2 separate regions of the Gasterosteus aculeatus genome follow, and region 1 is linked to region 2. A link is a contact called in public Hi-C data. All regions are on one chromosome and are shown on one strand. The core of a region is the stretch at or near the end of the contact, and the rest is flanking DNA. Distances in the headings are between cores, read along the strand shown.

Region 1 (7,009 bases), core at 3,645-6,144, 530 kb after region 2:
TAGCATATTTCCACATTGTTCAAGGAGGAAAGGATAAAAATTAAATTCCAACCTATCCAATGTGTCTTCAGAGTCTTGTGCCGAGCCGGAGCAACACCAAAAAATTCAGCAGGTCGCAACACAATATCCCCCCGGAAATGTTATCCTGACCTCAAAACTTGTGATATATTGTTTCCGCTGGGAGGACATCAGCCGCTCCCTGCTATGATGACTGAAAGCTGTTTCTTTGTGAGAATGAAATGATCCTTTTTAAGAATCACTTGAGCTTGGTGTTATAAGTTCCCAAAGGGCTCCCAAACAGAAAGAGAAAGTTTAGTGAAATTAGGGGAAGCCTGCTTGTGTCTGTGGATTGGTCATTGTGCAGCACCCTCATTACACTTGGCAGCAGCGCATACGACCATAACCTCTTGGACAGCTGACGCATTCTCTCTCTTTCCCTCTCTCGCAGAGTCGGCCTGCCTCTCTCCCACTCGCTGCTTCTCTTGCCAGCTTCGCCTGATCCGGCGGCTTCTCTGCACAGACTGAAATACTGTTAGATTAGCTAAGTATTCAACAAAATGTCTCTGTTGAAATAGCTCTCTTTGAATGTGCTCTGACCTTAGCACACCTTTTTATATTGCAATCAGTGAAATTAGCCGAGGGCTAAAGGCACTCAGCAGCTTTTTTTTTTTTTCAAACCCTGAACTGGAGCTCTTAGCCGTGGGGCAGCAAACATTTTGCACTGCGTTCTTTTGAAGTGGGTATATGAAAGGGCCTAAATTTAACTTGCATAAGAGCTCAGTCTTTCTTGAAACAGAGACTAAAACACTCACTAAATTGCTTCGAAATGTGTTTTCCACTTGATGGTGAAATGAATACGGTTTTGTGTGCGTTCTGCAATAGACTGAATGAACAAGTTCTACCTACATGTGGCCACCACCACCATCCGCTATAATCACTGTTAGCTGGCACCACCCACCTCCACCTCGAGGAATCAGAGAGAGATGAGATGTCATCACCACCGGGAAGGCAGAATCCACCTGCAGCTGCCCTGTGTCAGTATGAGGCCTCGTGCTAGTCCAGTTCTATTTTCAGGAGATTTTCAGTAGATGGTGCCGAGATTGAGTCAGATTTTGTTGCTGAACTTTCAGAAGTTCATAAACGACAACAGACCAAACTCTCCGTTATGAATATCCACCAAAGCTTGCAGCCTTTCTGGTTACATGTTGGCTCATTGTGCGCCTACTGTAGTACCAATAAAATCCATTGGAGGTGATACAAAAATAAGATTAATCAGAATTAATATGTCACTTCTAATACTGTAGTTTGATGTTGCACCACTTGAGGACAGGACGCAAAAAAGTTATAAACACAAACGTATTATCACCTAATAACCTGAACCTGAAAACATGTTTCTACCCAACAGACACGGAGCAACGTTCAAATTCATTTGGTTGAGTTTCTGCCCGCTTGACAGTAAATCCAATATCCATTCTCGTTTGAGCTGTGATTTGTCTCCACCAGCTACTGACCAAAAAATGTTTCCCTGTTGCTAAATGCTATGGGCCTATAATGCTCAGAGAATTTGCTAATTGTTCTTTCGGCCTTTTGGTGCTAGGCAGGATATGCAAACTGGGTTTATTGGATTTCTTTAGGCAGGGACAACCTGCAGGGAGGATAACCCTAACCCTCATCAAAAATGTATTGTGAAGTGTTTTTTCAGCATTCTGTTTGTTTTTGATGCATCACACACACGCATAATTGAGATCATAGTCTGTAGAATTCTGATTACTGCTCCATGTATACATGTATTGTATCCATGTTGTTATAACGTGGGCATTTTAAAGGTAGCCTGACTTCCTTTTGGCTTATAAACTTTTTGAATCTAACACATTTCTCATGCGTTTAATAAAACAAAAAGGATAATTATTAACAAACATCGTACATGTTGTTCATTGATATCTGTATACAAAGCAAATTTTTGCCCACAGTGAACAGCATCATAAGTTTGGCTGTTTGAAGTCGCAGGAGAGAGATTTTCACCGCTACTGGAACAATTGTGTTTACTTACCGACGACTTGATAACAATTCAAAGAAGCAATCCTTAGTTCTTATTCACTGAGGAAATATGACCTACATTTTTATCGGGGAAGCTTTGAAGTTTGAAATTAGACTGAGGAGACGGGCAATATAAAAAAATCATTTTTCATCATTCTCAATATCAAAGCTTTGGATGACTCAATTAACGTGTTATGAAGCTACTTTAGACTAAGATGTAATAAAGAGTCTTAGAGACCAGAGTTGCTGACAGCACTGTGGTGTAAACAGGCTGTTAAAGTTGCTTCTCCCCACTATCTCATAGTCTGTGTCAGGGATGGAGCATTGAGACTCTATGAATGACATCATTCAAGATTCCCCCGCCATCACACAGCAACATAAACCATGCAGCATCTGTTATTGGGTGTGTGTATAAATCCAATCTGACTCAAGTCTGTTTAAGGGAGCCCTCTGCTTACACTGCTGCAAAGCCAGCATGACAGAGAATAAAGTAAGGTTCACAGGGTAGGATGACAGAAAGAGAGTCAAAGTCATATTTGTACATAACTCTGCATACTTTCCGTGTGAATACTCAATACAGAAATCAGCAGTTTCTTCACTAAATCACAGAGTCAGGAGGACTAAAATAAGCGTGTAGAACTGGAGGTATTTCTTCAGTGAATGTAATTGTACTGAAGCACTGCTGGTAATAAATATAAAAATATTTTTAAATATTTTTAAATATAAAAATATAAAAATACTATTCCTGCATGTAAGGGTTGAGCGGAAAAATGTCCCTTTGAGTCAGACGAGAAACGGTACTCTGAAATATAAATCTTCATTTAATCAAGTACAATTTTGAGGAACGGTTTCTTATCATTTCCATTTTATGCTGAATATTGGTAAGATTATTAAGAAAATATGTTTACATTTGAAATATTTTCATTGCTAATTGATTTAAAATGTTCTGCCCCACAATTGTTGAAATTCATATATATATATATATATATATATATATATATATATATATATATATATATATATATATATATATATATATTCTATATACATTATTCAGAAACACAGAGGTTGAACAAGTTTAACAATGCATTTCCTTGGATTGCCCTTTAAACAAACACACAACAACAGGAAAACATTTACAAAACACTAACAGTTGATAAAAAACATGAAACCTAATTAAAAGTGGCTGATCTGTCATATACATGACTAATCCCTGAGCAGTTCTATTTTAAATTGTTCATAACTTTTGTCAGTGATAAAGGTAAACATCAGCAATCCCCACCATCCTCATGTTAGAATTGCAGAGTGTAAAACGTAATAAAGCTAATAAAAGATTAATTCCATTTCTGTCATAAAGGAAAATAATTTCCCTCTCAGCTGCTTCAGAGAACTGCAGCAGACTAGAAAAGTGTATATTTTTCGTGTGGTGGTAGATTTCATTGTTTACTTTTATATTAATGTACAACAAATCTCATATTCAGTCCTATCGTGCTGGCATCATTGGTAGCCATCGAAACACGGACGCTTACTTCCACACAGCCACAAACAACAAGATGTTTAATGTAAAACATTCATCCATCCTATCTGACTTAGGTGCGTCCAGCCTTACGCCGCCACCCGACCAGGTTTATGTTTTTTAAACATAATAAAAATCTACTAGTCAAACGGGTCGGGCCGGGACCTTCCTATATTCCATTTTTTCCACTTCCAGAAACGCTGCGTATCCCACCCACATTCTCCCTTGAAACCAGCAAAACCCCCCCTCCCACGAGTTACTTTAATCTTATAATATTCCTTTACCTTGAGTGGTCATTCAAACCTGAGCTTGAAGGCAGAGGATCACATAATATATCCTAAAGTTTGAACAAATCCACTTACAACTTTTCTCCCCATTCTAAAACTACCCGAGGCTGATTTCTTTCTTCTTGACTCTCATAGAAAGTGTGTATGTCACACAGTATCCGACTACAACCACACTATATACGCACCACATATGGAGGACGGTTATACGGGTTGGCCTCTGAAAGAAGTTATTAAAGAATCCATGGTTGTGAGTACCTTTCGGCAGACACAGAAGGACAGTTTCTCATCAAGATTGTGCTTTTTGAAAAATTAACTAGCAATTAATTACATACAAGCCTGCAGTGAGTATGCATATGACATATAATTACAGTATTCCACTCCTACCGGGTCTTTGCCGGTATGATGGAGTGCTTTGTTCAACACAGCACTTTCAGTTAGGCGTCCTGGAAGGAATGGAATTGCTTGTGGTCTACTGCTCCCTAGTGTTAGCAGGCCTGCTCTGCAGCTTGAGTTCCATTCGCTCTGATATCATGTTTCACTCTGTTGGCAAGGCAGGAATGCTAAGTTTAAGAAGGGGATTTCCAGATATTTCCCTGTCTGGGAATGTCAAATGGAATTGGTTTTGACCGCAGAAAGAAGCTGGTGAAAATGGGATCCGGAAAAAAAACTCTATAAATATATTTATATATCTATAAATATGGTAACTCTATAGTCCCTATTTTTTCTTGTATGTTTGTATACACATGCTTTTTATGCAACTATTTTCATTGTATCATATTTCAAATTCGATGTCCTCCTTATTTATTCACAGCCAATATTCTGCTCCAATTGTTTGAATGTTGTTAATAGAAATACAAGGTCTGAATGTAGGGTTTGTTGCTGAAATGTGGATTAAAAAAAAATCAGCACTGCCCTGAATTGCTCGCTTGCTTCCGTCTACCTGCCCCATCCCATTGGGGTACTTGGATCCTCGAAAGGACTCCTTCGTTTCAACGGCATCTGTGTGCCCAGAGTGGCAGTACAGTATAGGACACCATTGGCTCTGCGCGCTTTGATTCGGGTGGATGAGATTTGGTCCTTTTGGCTCTCCGTCATACGTCACTGTAAATGTTGACGTGTGGCTAAGCAGAGCGCTGTCTCGTTAGCCAGTTAGCTGGAACTTGCTCCCTGATTGTGGATGGTTGAGGAAACCCAGTGACAGCTGACTGCTTTCGCAAGCACTTGAGCTTTTAAGGATGGCGGCTGACTGGGAAGAAATCCGAAGACTCGCTGCTGATTTCCAAAGAGCACAGTTTGCGGACACGGTGCAAAGGTACGAGCAGTTTTCGCCCTAAGCAGCTGTTAGCAGCAAAGCTAATATGAGCTAGCAACTTTCCTTTAGAAGTAACTCCGCTAAGCCAGCTAGTTGTCGCCTCTCTTTTTACACCTGTCGATGACAACAACAATACAACCAACACAATTGTCTGTAATTTGAGGGCGAAGCCGCCTTAGTGACAATTTAGTAACGTGAACCTCTTTTCTTCAGGCTATCGGAGAGGAACTGCATTGAAATCATTGGGAAACTGGTCCAAGACAAGAAGCTGGATGTGGTGCACACGCTTGATGGGAAGGAGTACATCACTCCAGCACAGATCACCAGGGAGATCCGGGATGAACTCTACGTGCACGGAGGTCAGCATCACATTCAAAGTTGAATGGAACACATCTTCCAGAAATTGTGAGAAATAACTAGATAATAGTAAATTGTAGATAACAATGAATACAGCCTGTTGTTCTCTTTCACAGGCCGAATCAACGTCGTGGATCTCCAGCAGGTGTGTTTTAGAGTTGCTTTGAGCCCCGTGTGTATATTCCTATCATATAGCTATAGATAGGAATATACACATGTTCTCTCAAAATGTGATATTAAAGGTTTTTAAAGAATTCGGTCTGTACCCTCCTTCTTTTCAGATTATCAATGTGGATTGGATCCATGTTGAAAGTAGAGCAGGGGACATTGCCAAATCTGATAAAGGGGTGCATCTTTTACTGGGACAACTTATTGATGAGTGAGTATTAATATACCTTAATCACACTAGTGCTGAACCTCAAGGCAATGTGAGTCAGTTTGCCCATATTTCTCTCCATAAAGCGGAGTAAAATATGTGCAAATAGATTCTATAAGATGTGAAGTTTGAAAGACATGTCGTTTGTTCCATGGCTAGAAATTAAAGGTATTTTTTTATTTGAACATGTTTATTTAAAGTCTTGCATAATGTAAGATACACATTTAGTGATCCGGAAGGAAATTCTTGTGGTGGATATTGATGAATTATTTCCATAGTTGAAGAAAAGAAAAAGCAATAGACTCAAAAAAAATTTTGGAACAAAAGAATATGGCGTGTCAAAGCTCAAAATATAACCGTAAATGAAAGGGAAATTACACAAATAGAGGATTCAAAACGAATGATGAATGAATGATGAGGATCATGAATGATGAGGATTCAAATGTATAAAAAAGGAGTTTCAAGGAATATTAGGACTTGTGCCGTTAATACTCTGGAAAGTAACTGGTCAACTTGTATACTTGCAACAAACTATGTTGCTTCCTTTTTTCTTTTCCGTAGCACGTACCTGAACCGATTGGCTGAGAATGTGAACGACAAGCTGCAAGAAGCCGGTTTGATCAGCATCACTGAACTTTGTAAAAACTACGACCTCCCAGGAGATTTCTTATCTGAGGTGAGTCACAGTGTGCAGCTTCCATGCGTTTATCATATCAGAGGAATTAGGCAAAAACGTATTGATTAGTAACCCGAGCATCAATGGTCATCAATGGTTTTTACATGTTGAAATAAATCTATGATAGAATAAATGCATGTATGTTTTGTGATCATTCTCAGGAGCTGTCAAAGCGCCTCGGGAAGCTCATCCAGGGAGAACTGGACCAGCACAACAAGGGGATCATATTCACTCCAGCTTTTGTTGCTCGTCACAAAGCCAGAATCCGTGGGCTCTTCAGTGCTATCACTAGGTAAGACATTTCACACATTGGGCCTCACGCACAAACAACACGTGCAACAAAGTTTGGGGCAATTTGGTTTATAAATACATTACACCTCAAAAATCTGTATGAGAGTTACTCTCCATATGTTACCTTGGATTCTTGATGTAGTTAGGTTGTCTGGCC
Region 2 (7,254 bases), core at 3,278-5,777:
CGATAATAACCTCGGACTTTATTCATCTTTCCTCCTCACGGCTGAACGAGAACACACATTGTACACCGTCGCCCCCCCCAAGGGAAAAAAATCCACCAGCATCGCACCGTTCATCTTCTCGCCGTGCTTGGGAGACTGCCATCCATAAAGCTGCAGTCAGAGTGCAGATGATGGATCAAGGACTAGTGCCACCGCGCTAAAAGCGCCGAGCTGGCATTCAGGTGAAACGTGAGTAACCACAGGTGGGTGCATTCATGAGCTTTCATCTATAAATTGGTTCCCCTTAGTGATCACATTCTTTATGGATTGCTGATGAATCATTTGGTGGAGAAAAACAATGTGGAGGAAAAGCTCCAAACTTTTTTTTTTTGCCAGACTAATAACGTGTCTCAACGTCAGTGAAATCTAAAAAAAAAAAGATTAAATACTTTGCCATTGTCATGTATAGTGGTTGTTTTCATTAAAATGATGTCGTATTTAAATAGTGAAAATTAGTGAAAATAAATCAAGTAAGAACCAGGTCAGGTCTCTCGTCAAAATTTTACAGAGATCACGTCATGATAGCGTTATACAATATTTTCCCCCATCGTATCCCGCAGTAACTGGGTACAAATTAAACTACTAACAGAGCGGCTATCCGAACCGCTCTTCAACTACTTGAAATGCCACTCATACTTGCCTTCAAATACCTCTGGGGCCATCCATGCTGCACTTCCTTTGTTGTTAGTCATGTGGGTCTGAATGTCACATGCTGTCCCAAAGTCACATATTTTCAGCACAGTGCCGCCTGCCACTAGAAGCAGACTGGAACAACAAGAAAAGTAAGAAATATGCACCATTAGACTCCATGAAGAATAAAATAATTTTAAAAAAGACAGCAGGAGATCAACAAAAGGATTATTTTAACAGAAAGACACACTTTAAGTAAAAATATAAAAATATTAAATTGAAATCATAGCCTATCAAAATGTCCTTTGAGAGCTTTTTTCAAAATCACATTCACGAGTCAATTTCAGATTCAAAAAAAATAATGGTCCATAGTCCATAATTTCCCTTCAGGTTATTAACAGGCCACTTTGAGGCTTCACTCAGATTAAAGCCCTTCAAAATAGCCTACTTGAGAATTTCTCTTTTTTTCAAATTAGATTTGAATGGAAATGGTCCATTATTGTTTCATGTTTTTTGTTTGTTTTTATGAAAAGCCGTGAAAGCCTCATATTTTAGTAAAACCTGTTAGTAAAATTGGGTTCAGAGTTGAATCCCCCCCCCCCCCAAGAATCTCTTGACCTCTAAACACATGACAACACCTGTACAGACTAAATAACCCAATACTTAAAGACATAAAGAGCCTGCATACCAACAAGGGACATTTCTGAGCGGCTTGTAACAGTGTTGAAAAACATGTACACTGCTGGTTCACAATAACAACATCAATTTTAAAATGTAATATTTGTTGTGTGACATGCACATTAAAAGGGGAAACCACTGGATACTCTGCTGGCACTATGAGCCCAACAGGCGACGAGAGAGTGAGGCGAGGAGGAGCATACTTGGGTGGCTTGAGGTCCCTGTGAATGAGAGCCTTTGGTTTCATGCCATGGAGGTAGGCGACGCCCTGGGAACACTGAAAACACCAGCTCATGGCATGGGAAGCAGTGTAATAGGGGAGGGGTTCAGCACCATGCAGCACTGTGGACAAGAGAGCACAGTCACAACCACCACCACAGACATTAAACCTACGAAGGGAACCAGGCGGAGAGCAGTGCTTCACAACACTGTCTCTCTCACACACACACACACACACACACACAGACTCTCACGCAAAAACACTCAACAACACACAATAGGTTGGGACCAACATTTTGTCTCAGAAAGACACTTTCTGCCGTTTTAGAAAAGATCAAAATAATATTTTCTCAGATTCACAGCAGTCTCTCTTCTACCGCTCCCTCGCAATCTCTCTTGTATTGTTTGTCTATTTTTTCAAAATGATCAATCAGCAAGAGTCCTCTCTGCAAACCCCTCCCTGAGTGTTCCCATTCCGGAGCCTTTGGAGTGGCTAAAATGTCCCCAGAACTTCATATCTGGTTGCAGCAGCCAAAGCACAATCTCTTCCCAAAAGGTTCCTGAGAGCCAAAGGGGCAAAGGCGATAAACACACAGGGCTGAACATCTCTGGCAGCGCTTTCTTAAACTTAAAGCTGTAGGTCCATGCCTTCCGGGAGTAACTTTGACAGGAGAGTCAGTAACTAGGGAGGAAAGGTAATTGAAAAGTGTATAGTGCAGCACTGAGTGCTGTGGGACTCTCATCCTGGGAAAAAAAATGCTGTCTCCCAATCTGAACGTTTATGGAATAAAAGCTGGTCTAACCAATGACGTCTTGGCAAAGCAGATTAAAGGGCTGCATGCACATGAAACGTGTAGGTGTCCATTAATTCGATAAAAATGACACCTTTAACAGCATTTATGAACCTCCAAGGGTATCTATTCCAGGTTTTTCTGTGGTTTTGTTCATCCTTTCAATCAATCTGTCCTCACTTAAGTACATCAAGGTTCGTCCTGGCAAGAAACACGAGAAGGCTGGCGCCGTCAAGGTTGTAAACAAACCAACCGGATATCCAGATTGTGAAGGAGTTAAACGTTACGGGGCCCTTTGCACACAAATTCTATGATGCTGAACTTGGCAGACCTACATGGATCGCTAATGAGACATTATAACATTAAAATATTGCATATTGTCGTTTGTTATATCTCACTACTCCCCAGAAGCATTTGGATATTAACTGCACTGAGGAACAAGGGTGCGCTGCATTTTACTGAGCAACGACTAGTTTATCAAGGAATTGGGACAAAGGAACGTGCAAACAGTGGGAGAGTCAACTGGACAGGGCTGCTTCTCATGTCTGTGCAAGGCTGTGTTTGTTTCACCACTAACAAGCGAAATAAGGACCTCTGAAGTAGAGTAGTGTCGCTCTGTAGTGTGCATCGAGACTCACCATTGTACAACGACCCGCCTTCAGCGTATTCCATCACAAGGCAGACCTGAGAGGGAAGAGAAAATCATCAGATGCTTGACCGGGCAGACGATAGAGATACATTATACTGGGACATGCCATTACAGGAGAGATGAATCATCAATGTGGCCGCGTGACGTGTGATTGGTCAATCACAGCTAAACTTACTGGGTTATTGCACGAGCCGTACAACTTTACAATGTTGGGGTGATTCACTCGTGAAAGCTGCCGGAGCTGGAGACAAAGAGGAAACGTCATCTGCATGCACGCTATTTACGTAGTAAGTAAAAAAATATGTAACGTCATCACCCAGGATGTCATTTCTGTCCCACAAAAGGTATTGACAATCACAACAATACCTCGACAATAAAGGCTTTCCTCTCGGATTCACTCTCAATGGTCTTGATTGCAACATCGTTGCCTTTCCATTTGGCTTTGCAAACAACCCCGAAAGCTCCTCTCCCCACCACCTGAAAATGGGACAGTTTCATCAGAAAGTGAAACGTTACTCCTGAAGCCGTCAGCACCGTCTTGTCTTCTGGACATCCATGAAAAGTATTAGCGTGAGGTCTTAAGTCGGTGCCACAACATACCTCCTCGACTTCAATATCCTCATAGTTGATTTCTTCAAACGGATACCCAGGAGGTGTTTCAAGTATGTCGGCAGATGGTAACGTTAGAGACATTACTAGCTAACGTCAGCTAGTAGCTTACTGAATAGAGAGCAAATAGCAGACAAGAACACACTCGTTAAGGTCTATTCACAATAATATTGGGCAAAAGGATGTCAATAATAGCCTCGAGACAATTAGCTTGCAATCAGAGGCACAATTTTAAACTAACTTGTTGCTGACCAGGGACATGGCTAACGTTAAGTAATAGCTTAAGCGACGTTACAGCTAGCTGCGTGTACTTTAAAAGGGGAACAGCGTGGCTGGTAACAAATCCTGTCAAGACAACATTGAATGGCTTAATGATCAGCCGACAAACTGGCTAGCCGCGTAGCTTAATTAGCAATGAGCTAGCTGCCCAATGGAAACTATCACTGCAATGTACAAGTAGCTTTTGGCATAAGCAATACGGGCCTGTAACATGTATATAGAACCGGGCTGAGGTTATTTTAAGAGTACCATACAACAGTTGCGAGTAAAAACAAGATACGTAAGGCCTAAAGTATACTAGCTAGCAGGTTTGCGTTAGCTGGCTAGCCTGGCTGCTAACGCTAGCTACCGGGACTTAGCGTAATTAGCTTAAACAATCCAACCCTTCGCAGTTGTCTTGTCGCCAGTGCCGGTGGCTCTCTGTGCATGGGGATATTTTCTGCTATTAATGTACAGGAAACCGAGGAATATCGTCCATTTTAAAGAATAGTCTTTCTCTATCCACTACACAGCCAGACATAACTTTTTCTCAACTCGTCTAGCTGGCTTGCTAGGAGTGTATTTTTATTCTTCGCAGGAGCAGCTCCATCAGGAAGTGTGTGCGCATTGCAATTGTGTCCCCTGCACACTGATGCTCCATTTAATAGTGGAACCCTTTCTGCTAGAGCTATTTTCAGAAAGTGTATATACCACTGATAGTTAAGGCAAAAAAAATCTTCAAGGTAACCATTTGTTTGGTATGAAAACCGAAATTCGAAGTGTAATTTTGACTGTAAAATGTAGTGGGGCAAAAATGAAAGTACTGCCCGCTGTAACATTACATGGGTTTAATTATATTCCAACACTGTAATGCTGCTACAATAAAAGATAAACAATATCTTTCACAGAACATGCATAATTCTAGTTCTAGTTATTCTGCTTATTTAAACTATATCGGCTTGCACCTGCTGCTGTAAAAAACATGTAACTGTTAAACTGCTGTTTCCAAGGCCACAAATTAACTTTCACTCCAGCAAATCCAATGAATGAGTTTAGTTAGTACATCTTTCAACATCGAAGCCAAATTAAAAGAGCCAAGTTAAAAAAAAAACAATAGAAGATAAGAACAGAAGACAAAAGTAGAGACAAGTATTGATTCAATCAGATTTATTCTACTATAATTTACATAATAATAATGGTCGGTTTTTGGCTCAGTTATGATCCCCTGGGTCCCCTAGCTGCATTGGCATCAACGCAACAAAGCCATAGTAACAACATCATCAACAATGTAAGGAGATCGAATATTTCCTTTAAATGCTGCTTACATGTCAATGCTTGAATGATAATGCCTTCTACACTACAACAGAGGCTTTGCTGTTGCCTAATGACTACTTTTAATGTTGATAATGTCACCACTCAAATATCTGAATACTGCTTTTCCACTTGTTTGATTGTCTTCAAGTGGTTGTATGTTGTGTTTCTATTGATTGGTGAACATTTCTGTTCATTTGGGACCTCTTTTCCTTATGTTCCAAGATTTATTTTATTCTATCGTACTGTAGCGATCGTAGAATTCATCTATATTTGTTGCGTGTTAAATATTCAAAAGCTAATAAACTTGACTTTCCCATATGACACAACCTTGTTGGTTCACAGCATTTCTGCCAGTCCTTCTTTGAAATCAAGAGGAAGCTCCGGCGACCATTGATGTAACAATTTAGCCTCGCAAGCGAGATCCTCCCTGTTCAGGCAAATAACACTTATGTAACAGCAAAATTACATTTTATGAAGAGGGACTTACATCAACACAGCACTTGACGAATGCTAATTACATGCCCCACTCACTGGGAGTAATAACGTACGTTCCCGATGGAGGCTTTCCAAACCACTAGGCAAGCACAACTCATACTAATGAGCACAAACTAATTTGTTGTGATATTGAACAGAGGGCTGTTAATAGCAAGAACCATCCCTCTGCCCTGAAATAATGATTCTAATCACTCATTTCAAAGGTGATTAAAACCCTCTCACCTGGAAGTTTTTCCAGGGACTACGGCGGCATATGGTTCAGACCTTCGGCCGACAGGAAGTCAACTCGGAGCTCCCTAAAATCTTGGAGGAGCCAGACCTGATGGAGCGCTCTCCATCCTTTGGACAGGTGAAGCGTGACTAGTTTGGGCAACACGAACAAATCCCACAGTAGCAAAGTAACATTCACCAGATGGAGTTTCACGAGAGGACTAAATACAGTCGTTAGCTGGGCTGCACAATGCATTCAGGCAGACCGTGACACAATTTTATATATAAGCCGGTTTTCAAGATGCCGTGTTACAGCTGAATAGAAGTCTTTGGAAAAGCCTTTGATGAGCAGAATACGTATGTCTTTCTATTTCTAATGACATAGATCGGGATGATCCCCGATGCGGCTGGATCGGCTACTAAGGAAGTCATTACCTCTACGGAAGCTATTGACCTCTCACCTTGCCATATGTGAATGGCTGTCCTCATAGAAAAGCCTGTATACTTTTTTATTCTAAAAAAAATCTCTTTCTAAGGTTTAAATATTTCTGCATCAATTAAATAAATTGGGTATGACTTGAAATCTGACACTCTAGTGGATCCACTGAGCCCAGTTGTATTCATTGTGATGATGTTAAAAAAAAACTGTTTAATATGATCTCTTGTGACCTTTAGGATAACCACAGCGTCATGCAACTCCACAACCACAAACTGGAGACCTGGGGCATTCAGAGAATCTATGGCTTTTTGAGTTTCTGAGAAGTTTCCAGAACAGAGGTGCTATTGATCCAATCACCAAAATAAGCAATCCTTCGGGTTAACCCTCAAATTTCAGAAGTGTTTGTTACCGAAGCTGTGCATGTTTTTTTACAATGTCACCCAGTGTCTTGGTGTCTTAATGTGGTATTTTGGAAGGATTTTTCATACAATTATACGAATCACAATCAAAAAAGCCGTCACATCAATGCTGATTGACAAATCACACTTCTACGTGACGTTGGCCTGCTCCCTCCTGTCACGCCTAAAGAAGGAAAACCAAGGGGCTATCTATCTCTGAAATTGAAAACGCTGCTCAAGATCTCTTTACAGTCACGTCTTAGCTAAAACATATTTTTTTCCTTATATCAAACATTTCTCTAAACTCTCTAACTTCCCGTGCAGGAGGACCGAGCGTGTTATGTGTTCCCGCGGCCACAGGGTGCCGCTATTGCACTTCCAACGGATGTATCCGATAGTGATCGATCACGCCTCCCTCCCTCCTTTTCTCCACTTATATAAGAGCAGTATTTGTCTCCCCCATTATACATGAGGATTTCTCACAATTAGAATGCATTCATTTATATTGTTATGTCGGCATCAGCA

What was found. A called contact is a pair of places that touch in the nucleus more often than the background predicts.
Region 1: a Hi-C map of skeletal muscle shows a contact between it and region 2, with 5 times the contacts expected there. The contact joins the promoter of ufl1 here to the promoter of map3k7 in region 2. A contact is called at or near these places in 2 of 6 Hi-C or Micro-C datasets (skeletal muscle and whole body).

Annotation. Positions count from the first base shown.
Region 1 is chr18:4,156,754-4,163,762 of fGasAcu3.hap1.1, forward strand. It overlaps ufl1 (UFM1-specific ligase 1), which reads left to right and starts at 4,895. Exons shown (of 19, transcript XM_040160928.2): 1 at 4,895-5,152; 2 at 5,366-5,511; 3 at 5,626-5,654; 4 at 5,791-5,888; 5 at 6,447-6,561; 6 at 6,723-6,853. The coding sequence starts at 5,076.
Region 2 is chr18:3,622,912-3,630,165 of fGasAcu3.hap1.1, forward strand. map3k7 (mitogen-activated protein kinase kinase kinase 7) reads right to left here and starts at 4,528. Exons shown (of 17, transcript XM_040160655.2): 1 at 4,278-4,528; 2 at 3,607-3,726; 3 at 3,373-3,483; 4 at 3,182-3,247; 5 at 2,996-3,041; 6 at 1,551-1,689; 7 at 680-804. The coding sequence starts at 3,699.